Linked DNA regions of Anser cygnoides: region 1 is linked to region 2. The links are chromatin contacts, called in public Hi-C maps. All regions are on one chromosome and are shown on one strand. Each heading gives the region's core, a stretch centred on a gene start, on an enhancer-like site or on the middle of the called end of the contact. The rest is flanking DNA. Distances are from core to core; before and after follow the strand shown.

What was found. A called contact is a pair of places that touch in the nucleus more often than the background predicts.
Region 1: a Hi-C map of liver shows a contact between it and region 2, with 2.5 times the contacts expected there. The contact joins the promoter of PEMT here to the promoter of PRPSAP2 in region 2. A contact is called at or near these places in 2 of 7 Hi-C or Micro-C datasets (both in liver).

The regions. Positions count from the first base shown.
Region 1 is chr15:3,224,102-3,229,087 of Taihu_goose_T2T_genome, forward strand. PEMT (phosphatidylethanolamine N-methyltransferase) reads left to right here and starts at 1,711. Exons shown (of 8, transcript XM_066977696.1): 1 at 1,711-1,821; 2 at 4,627-4,734. The coding sequence starts at 4,642. LOC125182461 (a long non-coding RNA gene) reads right to left here and starts at 1,684. Exons shown (of 2, transcript XR_007162312.2): 1 at 959-1,684; 2 at 1-790.
Region 2 is chr15:2,901,657-2,906,759 of Taihu_goose_T2T_genome, forward strand. It overlaps PRPSAP2 (phosphoribosyl pyrophosphate synthetase associated protein 2), which reads right to left and starts at 2,492. Exons shown (of 12, transcript XM_048067964.2): 1 at 2,360-2,492. LOC106032117 (chemerin-like receptor 1) reads right to left here. Exons shown (of 3, transcript XM_013174939.3): 3 at 2,359-3,576.

The sequences.
Region 1 (4,986 bases), core at 461-2,960, 320 kb after region 2:
TTCCCCCTCAGAAGCTTTATTACTCAGCTCCTCTTCGTTTCAGGTCCAGCTCTTTTTTCTCAGCTCCTTGCCCACGGTTTTACCTTTTCCTCCCCCATTTCCTCTCCTGAATGTGGAGTCTCAGCTCCTTCCCAGGGATTTCAGCTCTTGCCCTGTGTTTCCCCCCAAAAGCTTTATTATCCTCCCAGCCCGCCGCGGTGTCCTTGTCCTCTCCCAGCTAGCCACGCTGACAGCACAGGGACATCCTCCCCTCGCAGCACAGAGGCCCGTTTGGAGAACTTTCCTCCCTGCTAACCCCCTCCCCGGGGAGACATTTCCTCCTTTCTGAACGCTGCCGTCATTGCTCTCCCCACCGCGTCCCCTTCACCCTCCCCTCTGCCCCAAGGACCCAGCTGGCAGGACTTGCAAAATAAACATCCTCTGCGCTCCAGCCTGGGAGATGGCAGAGGCGATAATTACACACTCAACGCAGCAAAATTATCCAGCGCGAGGGAGAAGAGGCCGGAAGCAGCTGGAGATAATCCGTTCGGGGAACGCTGCTCCCACCCACGGTGCTTTCGCGTGCACCTCACCCCAAAGCAGCCGGCGCTGCAGTTTGTACTGTGACTGCGTTCGCAGGGCCCGGACGGGATGGGATCCAGCCTCGTGCAAGCACCCGGAGTGCAGGAGCTGATCCTGCAGCCAGGGAAATGGGGATGCGGAGACAGATTCGGATGAGCAGAGTTAAAGAAACCTGGTTTCCCACTGAGCCGAGTCGTCACTGGGCTTCCCAGCATCTTTCAAGCACAACCTGGAAGGGTGGTGTTTTGCCAGCGAGGGCTGCACGTGAGCCATCACTCGTGCATGTTTTCGGTGCCTGTCCAGGCACACGTGCACGTCCCATCCCCTTCCCCACCACCGCTTCTGAGAGATCTCTGGGAGGGACACTTGCAGCCCACTCGTAACACCCCCTTCCTACCTAACTCCTTTTTGAAACAAATGTATTTCTTCTCAAATGAAGGTCTGTCAAACTGGAAGGTCCACGCAGAGATCCTCTGAGGCCCGCAGGGACGATCCCACCTGAACTCCCCCACACGGGACCGATTCCCACCGGCCGCACCAACCCGAAACATCTCGGAGAGGAGAGCAGAAAAGAGACGAGGCCAGTAACAATAATCGCAATCATTACAAATAGTACCGCCTGCTGAAGGGAACAGGGCACAGTGAATCACCCGTAAAATACACCCAGACCTGGCGGGTTGAAATTTTGCCCTGGGACGAGCAATAGCGGGCACGCAGCGACTCCAGCAGCAATTTCTGTACCAGAGACCCACCGGAGGTGTTTCTGGCCCCAAACACCGACCCGTTGTGGAACACACCACAAGCCCCGCACTCTTTTCCAAGCCCCACGCTTTGCCTGTGCCCTCTCCGTACGTTTGGCCCCGAAGGGCCGTGAGGGCCCCGTGGGGCCCCACCGCAGCCCCCCCCCCGCCGCTCCCTGACGCCCCGGGGGCCTCAGAGCCCCCCACTCCCCTCCCCAACCCCCTCCGTGCCTCACCACCGACCCCATCCCCGTCCTCCACCGGCGCTGCAGCCCCCTGAAACCCACGGGGGCCAAACCCACCGCCCCCCCCTCACCCCGGGGAGGGGGGCTGCAGGCGGTGCCGCTCTCCTCCATCCCCCCCCACACACCCCCCCCGTTCTCCCCCCCCCTTTCTTCTTCCCCTCGCTTGCTTCACACCGGGGCGAAGTCCAGCAGCCTCCAGCTCCGGCCTCCCCCCCCCCCCCCCCTCGGCAGCCGGACAACACGCCGGGAGCCCCGCGACGGAGGCGGCGAGCTCGGTGGGTGCTCCCCAAGGGTTTAGGGGGGGGAGACCCGGCGGCCATGCCCCGGCTCCGGAGGCCTCTCCCTCCCTGCCCGTCCGCGGCGTCCTCTGGGCCCTGTAGTCCTGCCGGTGGCTGCCGAGGGCGGACTACACTTCCCGGCACCGCCGCCGCGTGTGCTCGGCGTGCTGCTGCCGGGGGTGGTGGTGGCGGTGGGGAAGGGGAAAGGGGGGGGAAAGACCCGCGGCCTCCCCCCCCCCCCTCCCCAGCCCCCCATGCGGCCATGGCCCTGCGGCCTGGCTCCGGCGACGAGCGGGGCCCCGCGGGCGGCCGGCGGGGAGCGGGGCCGCGGTGGTGGCCGAGGGATTGCTGCAGCGGGCTGGGCGGCCTGGACTACGGGCAGGTACCGGGACGAGGGCCGGACGGGGGTTGCAGAGGGGCTGCGGGGGTCCCTGAGGGGGATGCTACCCGCTGCGCCCCCCGCCCTTCCCGGCCCGCTGCCCCCGCTGTGGGGTTCGGGGGGTTTTGGCCGTGCCAAGGTTGGGGTTGGGGGGGGGGGGTGGGACGTGGCCGTGCCCGCTCTGGGTGTCGGGGCGTTCGTACGAGGCTCGGTGCTGGAGGGTTTGGGGTCCTGCTGGCCTCAGCGGGGGTGGGAAGGCGGCGGCTGGCGGCGAGGTCACCGTGACCGGGTGCCCCGCGTCCTCGCTGCCACGCCGCCGTTGCGCCGGCGCTGCCGACGCGCTGGCCCCGCGCGGTGCCCGGCGTGCGAGGAACGCGAGGGCGAAGGTTGCCCCGGGATCGCATCGCTGCCCTGTGTCGCTGCCCTGTGCCACCTCCGAGCGGGGATGTTTGTGCGGGTGCTAAAGCCCCAGGCTGGGGCTGCGGGTGGAGCGGATTGTTGGAAATCTGCAGGGATGCTCGGCGCCGTGCACGCACGGTGCTTGAGGTGCTTCCCGTGGCCCTTCCCGGCCCTAATTGCCACTCAAGACGCGATTTCGTGCCCCAGCTGCGTGGCGAGGGCCGCATCCTTACAGCGCCTAGAGGGGCAAACCCCTCCTGCTGCCACCACCAGACCTGGGTGAGCCGTGCAGCTCTCATCCGCCCGAATTTTGGGGCCGAGCAGCATCCGAGCAAGCAGCGTTTGCCACCAGGAGCTCCTCCGAGATGCGGTTGTTTATCACCTGTCAGGGAGGAGGGGGGCAAAGTTGAATGTTCTGTGCTCGTTACGTGGTTGTCTCAGCAGCTTGCAGAGACGGCTCATCCTAATGGGCTCCCCTTTTATCCCGAAAAGCACACGCCAGGCACAGGCCAATCTGCTTCCCTCTGGCAGCCGCGAATTTGGTCGTTCAGGAGGAGAGAAAAGAAGGTGAGCGCGATGTTAACGATGTTGCCAGCCAGGAGTTAGTAGGTCAAGGAGCTTTTGTTCAGCCCGTGCTGGCGGTGTGCTCAGCGCTGTACGAAACAAGAGGAAAGAAGCTGTCCTGGTCCCGTGGGTTGGCCATTGAAGCAGGACCGGACAGTTCGGCCCCGGTGCTGGCAGCCCTCTCGGTGCCCAGGTTACGGCTTGGCAGCGCTCGGCTTGAAGGGACGAGGTCTGGTGGCGAAGGGCTGCGTGGGGGTGACAGGAGGAATGGGGACAGGGTGAGGAGAGGCCCTGGGGGCTCTCCCCTTCGTTTGATGCTCTCCCCCGGGGCGCTCGGTGGTGGTCTAAGGGCTGGGGGCAAACCCGTGCGAGGATCCCCCCGCCTGCCCGTAGCGATTCAACCTTTGCCCTTGCACTTCGTCCTCTGGGCGGTCGTTCGGCCGTCAGGGGACAGCAGGCTGAGCAGCCCCTCTCCGTGACTGCTGTCACTGCTCCGGTTCCTTGGAAGGAGCCCGCAGGAGCTTCTCTTCTGGACAGGAGAGGTCAAGCCGCTGCCTTTTCCAGCCCTTCCCGTCCCTTAGCATCGAAGGACTCGCAAACACAGCTGTGTTTGGGAAGCAAAATCCTTCCACGTCTCAATGTTGTCTTGATTTTGATTCAAGTGAGGGAAAGGCTCGGGCCGGGCTATTTTGTCTTTTGTTTTCAAAGTTTTTGGCAAAAAAAAATAATAAAAAAATAGGCGCTGGCTGTTTTTCATCCACATACCACTGCAAGGAGAGGGGGAGGGATGGGGAAGCAGCATGGCTTACTGCACGTAAAAACGCTGACAGGGAGCTGTCCTGGGAAAAAAATGTCTCTTAAAAGGAAATAGGGGGAAAAACAGAAAGGAAAAAAGGAGGAAAACCAGCAAGCTTTAAGGGTTTTCTTTTGTTGTTGTTACATAAGACAGGAAAGTCTTTTGCAGCTGTTAGTGATGCAAATGCATCCGTGCACACTGTGCAGCGGGTTGGCATCGGTCTTGTGCAATGGAAGGCGAGTTGGAGGCTGCACGGTGCGGGGTTCGGGGTGTCCGTGCAGAGCAGAGCCCCAGGGACAGCCCTCTGGCCCCGGGGGGGCCATAAAGCGGTGCCCCCTTCCCTGCGGCTCAGAAGCACGTAGGGTTTCCCTGCTGCCCTGTAGTGCTGGTGCTCATCCTCACAGCGCCCGGGTCCTTCTGGGCACTGCTGCAGACACAGGGCTCCCTGAGGCATGGGGGGAGCCAGTTTGGGGGAGCCCCCACCCCTTTTTTTTGGCTTTGCGCCCTGGCGTAGCAAGATTTAACGATGCATTAATTGGGGACATTGAAAGAATCACCCGCTCCTGCAGGGCGCTTGGTTTGGGACGAAGACACCCCCTTTGGGTATGACGCTCGGTGCCCCCGCAGGCACCCGCGCCCCCAGTAACTGCCTCCTTCCCCCCAGGTGGATGTTACAGCCATGGCGCAGCTCTTCGGCTACGTGGACATGACCGACTCCGGCTTCATTGCAGCCATCCTCTCCATCGCCTTCAACCCTTTCTTCTGGAACGTGGTAAGAGCCGCTTGCGCACCCGCCACACAGTTGTTTTGAGCTCTCCTTTGCTGGCTGACATGGGGGTGGATCCCCTTTGGGCTGCGCTGAGCAGCCCCTTACCTCTAAATCATCTCTCCTGCAGGAGCCCTGTAATCCTCCCCACTGGTGGTGGTGTTTATTGCTCTGGGAACAGGAGGCCAGAGGAGAAACCACCTCTGGGGAAGTCTGCCGGGCTGGGTGGGGAGAGCTGTGCCCAGGTAGCAGGCACTA
Region 2 (5,103 bases), core at 1,242-3,741:
TTGAAACATCACATTTTCATGCCCTATTCTAATATAACATTTTTATTTATTCTAATATAACATTTCGTTCAAATACAAGAAACAGTCATGTTTACCAGCAGCCAAAGAAGTCCTGAGCTACAGCACCTCACTCGTGTAGGAATAGTTCATTTGTATAGCATTTTAGCATTAAGTAGGGGGCTGAAAATATCAAATAGGAGCTGTGTAATTCAAAACAAAGTAAATGGGAGTTCAGATAAATCAGTAAGTGCCCTGGCAAACATCTCCCTGTGGAGAAACCTAATTCTTCAAGCCACCCGTAGCTGTTCTAAAAAACTGAAGGCTTATCGACTATCAAGTGCTCCCAAACAGCATCTAAAAAAAAGTTTTCATACTCAGGGGCACAGCTGGCTAGCTCTATTAAAAAAACTACCCCAGCCCACCTTTGCAACCTGGAGTACTCTTGCTTGGTTTGGCCTAGTCCCAGCAGCGTACCCCATTCATCCTCCATCAGGAGCCAGAACTTCCTAACGCCAGCCCCTTCATGAAGAGGCCGTGCTAGGCTCAGCTGCTGTCAACGAAAACCTGCCCTTCGCCAAAACTTCCCAAACGTGCAGAAAGCACACAAACGGGGACAACCTCAGCAACGGAATTTGAATGCCCAGTTGCTGATTCCAGTAGGATCCCTATACCTGGCTTCCTGGTACAGCCTTACCTTGTGTGTGTGTATGTGTATATATATATATATATACCTTACCCTGGTATACCCCAAGCCCATATCCTATAACATTAAAGGAAAACCCTATCCCTTTCTGCCTGTACTTTCAGACATTTGGGAAAAGAAAAAATAAATAAACCAACACCCAAATCCTAAAAGGCAGTGGTTACAGACGTCCAATCCAAAGCTTACCTACATCCCTCCCAAACTAGGCTCCCCACAATTTAAGGGAAAATAAAAATCAATTTCCATTTCCTAGCTCATGTTTCTTCCTTCGTTCCGCTACACACTTAATCTCCACAGCTCCCAGGTGGCCTGCCAAGCATTCATAATGGCATTAAAGACATCTTAAATCCAACAAAGTGGGCACGTACTAGAAACGCTTTTAGGTTTTGGAACATCACCTGGAAGTACCCTTCCTGTATGATCAGATGGCAACAATGTATAAACAGCTTTCAAATAGCACTGGAAATATTTACACGGTGTTTTTTTATGACGATTTTTTTCCAGTTATGTTACCTCCTTTCTGCATGGATTAGGAAAATGAGGGGAATTAAGGAATGTGCTGAAAGACAAGAGTTGTTTCCTGTTCATCACTCAGGATGTATTTTACTCCACAATATGATGCTGACATCCACAAGCAACACCGAAGATGATTTTTCTCATAACCATAAGCCAAGGAGTTTCCTTGTAGATGTACTTCAGCAGCAACAAGTGGGCTACACAGTGTGTGAGGCAGGGAGAAGTCCTGTCTGTAGAGTAACACTGATGTATCAAACTTTAGAAGGGTACTGGGATGACAGCACGCTCACAAAAACTTTATTAGGTGTGTGAAGACATGAATCCACAAATATACGTGGGACCACAAACCTCTCTGGCTTGAGGCGGGCAGGTCTTCCAAGCCAGCGTGGACTGGAAGAGAACGCACGCATCACAATGCAGGCACTGCCCACAAATTCCTACCTTTTCTTTCCTTTTCTTTCGGGCTGCACACAGCTACACAAACACGTGATGATGGAAACGATTACAGGAGTGGATGTCCACGAGCCCTATTCCCACCTGCTTCACCTCCACGGGCTTTTACACCTCCACAAAGTGAGTGTGCGCGCACGAACAGCCACGGAGGCAGCGATAACTGCCTGGGACCACCACAGCACCGCTCCTGTGATCCCCAAGGGCTGGGGGCAGACCAGACCCCCCCCCACCCCACTCCCCACGAGGGGATGCGATTTACCCCAGCCCCATAAATAGGGCTGGGTCCCCCTGGGCTAAACGGCAAGAGGGTCGCCCCTTCAGCCCCACACCTCCCTGTGTCCCCCAGCTGCTCCTGGGGGGCTGCGCACCCCCAGCCCCTCCTGCACCTGAGGATCCCCTCCCCTCCCTCAGGGGGTCTGGGGGCACCCCCGCTGCTCCCCTTTCACCTGAGGGAGCGAGGAGCCCCCGGCTGCCCTGGAGAGGGGAAAAGAAGCCGCCCTTGAGGGGGGCTCCCTCCCTCAGAGCCCCCTGAGGCGAGGCCCTCGCAGCCCCTTCCTCAGGCGGCGGACCCCGTGTGAGGAAAGCGGGGGGGGGGGGGGCGCTGTGGAAGGGGGCACCCTGCCCTCACGCAGCCGGCTGAAGCGAGGCTGAGCGGGCTGGAGAGGCCCCATTCGGTGAATGCCTTACCTGCCGGCTCCGGCCCCCCGGCCCCGGGAGAAGCGGCCCGGCCGGAGGGGTCGGGGAGAGGCGGAGGCAGCGGCGGAGCTCGGCCCCTCCGGTTGTGCCGCTCGCAAGATGGCGGCGCCGCGCGGGGGGGGGGGCGGGAGGGAGGGGGGGGAGCGCGAGGGGCGGGCGCGAGGCGACGCCCTCACCCCCCCCCCCCCCATCCCCCGCCGCCTTTCCCGCCAAGGCCTCGCGCCGCGGCTGAGGGGAGCCCCCGCCGCCGCCATCTTGGCCCCGCGATGCTGCCGGGGGGGATGTTTTGGGGTTCCCGTTACCAAAGCTGCGTTTTGTCGTTCCCTCTCCTTTTAAAGGCCACAGGAGGTGGGCGGCGGCCCCCGCCTGGGTTGCGAGAGCCCCCTCGCAGAGGTATAAGCAGGCAGATGTCCGTCTGCATGGCGCCAGGTTTCACTCCCAGCGGGGCGGCTGGCTGCGCTGCTGTGGGCTCCACCAGCAAAATGGAGGGGCTTCGCCATTCGCAGCCTTTGGTAGCTGATCCAACAGTGTTTGTGGAGAACGAAGATGTTCTGTAAAGTCAAAAAAACAACAGCAAAAAGTGGTCCCTCGATTCCCTTGTAAATACTGTCCAAAGCATACACAGTTTGTCCAGAGTCCTGCCAAGGCCCCCCTCATAACACACTTGGGTTAAACTGAATAAAGGTGCGTTTTACATTACTTGCGGCAAGAGGATGGGTTTAGTCACTCTTTAGAAGCCCAGGATTATCACAGGACAACATCCATGACAAAAGCTATGTGTACTTTCACTCCTTTGACAAACTTTAGAGTCATCCTGCATAAATTCAGCAGGATAAGGCTCTTGCCAGGGTTGTCCATCTGTCCCTTCTTCCTCCCTCCCCTCCAAGTAAATACTCAAGCACCAACCCTTTTTCCTTTTCTGATCCTTTTCCCCCAGCTCCGTGGCAAGAAGCTGTTTTAAGTTGTGCTTTTCAGTGTGCCCAAGATCAACAGCACTTTATTACATACGGATCAGAATTTTAGCATTTAGAGTGGAGGTACAAATCGGGTACTTTTCATCACAGCTTTTCTCACAAATGAATTATTTATTCCTGGACTGCAACATACAGGGTGCATTTGAGCAAGGCCTGGAGCACCTGAACAGATACTTTACATACCATGAAAGAGGAAGAAAAGGCACAGCTGCTGGGACTTCTCGCCAAATGCACCTGAAAAACAACAACTTTTGGTTTACTATTTTGAAACAGTTTCTGCCATTATGAGCTGTATTTTCCACGTTAAGCATTCACACACCAGTGCTTCCCCATCGCTCACAGTATTTGCTTCTTGCATTCTAACACTTCATCAGTTGTCTCCTTTTCCACTTCCAGCAGTCGAAGCTGGGCAGGAGAGCAATTTAACCTGGAGCCACGGAGCAGCTGCCAGGTGCAGAGCTCTCCACTTGTAGCACTACCACAGAGCAAAGACATCTGGCTGAAATATGTGAGCAGGGAGACCGTAAGCTTGTTTGTGCCCTCTGAGACACAGCGCTGCAGTGATTCTGTGTTTCTGGAGCGTCTCTGACTTACACTGCTAAGCATAAGAAAACGGGCCTTGTACCTCCTCACCATCCCCACCATTTCCAGTCTGCATTTTTCTGTTTACATGCTGGTGTTTCCACCGTTCGTTCAGGTTCACTGATCTTTGTACGTTCATTTTTGTTTTGTATTTTTGGGAAGAAGGAGCATTTGAGCTTTTTGTTAGCCTCTTCAGAGCAGCAAAGATTTCTCTTCGCATCAGTCTTCATCACAGGATTTCACTAGAGGCTGGCACGGCAGAGCAGTTTAAGGCAGAACAGCTGGAAACAACACATATTGAAGCAATGACCCATAATGCAAATAGCAGCCTTCCCCAGAAGCATTTTTCAATACCCTGGGGACACCCAGAATTTGCTGACTACTTGATTCATGCTGCCCCAAATTCCTGACATTGCCTAAGCAAACCACAGAACCAGGAACTAAAAAGATTGTCTTCTGATGCTTTTTCTAAGGCTGCCGCCTTTGTTTTCTTAGAGCAAATCAATTCCTTTCCTGCCTCTGTTTTTTCTGATCAGAGGAATGTAAATTTAAATCTCAAGTCCCAACGGAGAGGGATTTGTTAATTTTACAATATGCTATCCAAGAGTTTACAAATAGATCCTCCAAAATGAGCACCTGGATTTTATTTCGTTTACAATGATCCAATTAGCAATCATCTAAGGAATTCTGAAAAATTGCAGGGTGTGAATATAGTGGCTCAGAGAGATTTGCTGTTCTAAATCCAGATGCAACCCTGGCAGGCAGAAATGTTCAAAAAAAAAAAAAAATCCACGCCTAGTCCAGCCAAGGTGAAGGGCGCTGCTCATCCCGTGCTTGTCTGGATGACAGCCTGCATGTATCACCTGAGAAAAGACAAATGCTGCTATCATCCAGTCTCCTAAGCTTCATCCATCACTGCTCTGCCAGGTTGTGGTGGTGTTTTTTGTGTGTGTGAGTGGTGTTTGTTTGTTTTAAATAAAAGTGGATATTATACTCCTCTAACAATCTACGTGATGGTAAGAATTATTAAGCTTGGCACGCCGGAGTGATTTGTGCCCTTTGTTTGTCTCTCCCAGCAGTTCCTACAAATAAAGACATCTTCTGCCCTGTGCGCCTGTTCTGAAAGTGGGGATATGCCTATACTCCTCTACTAGTGAGGCAATCTACGTGAGTAATTTT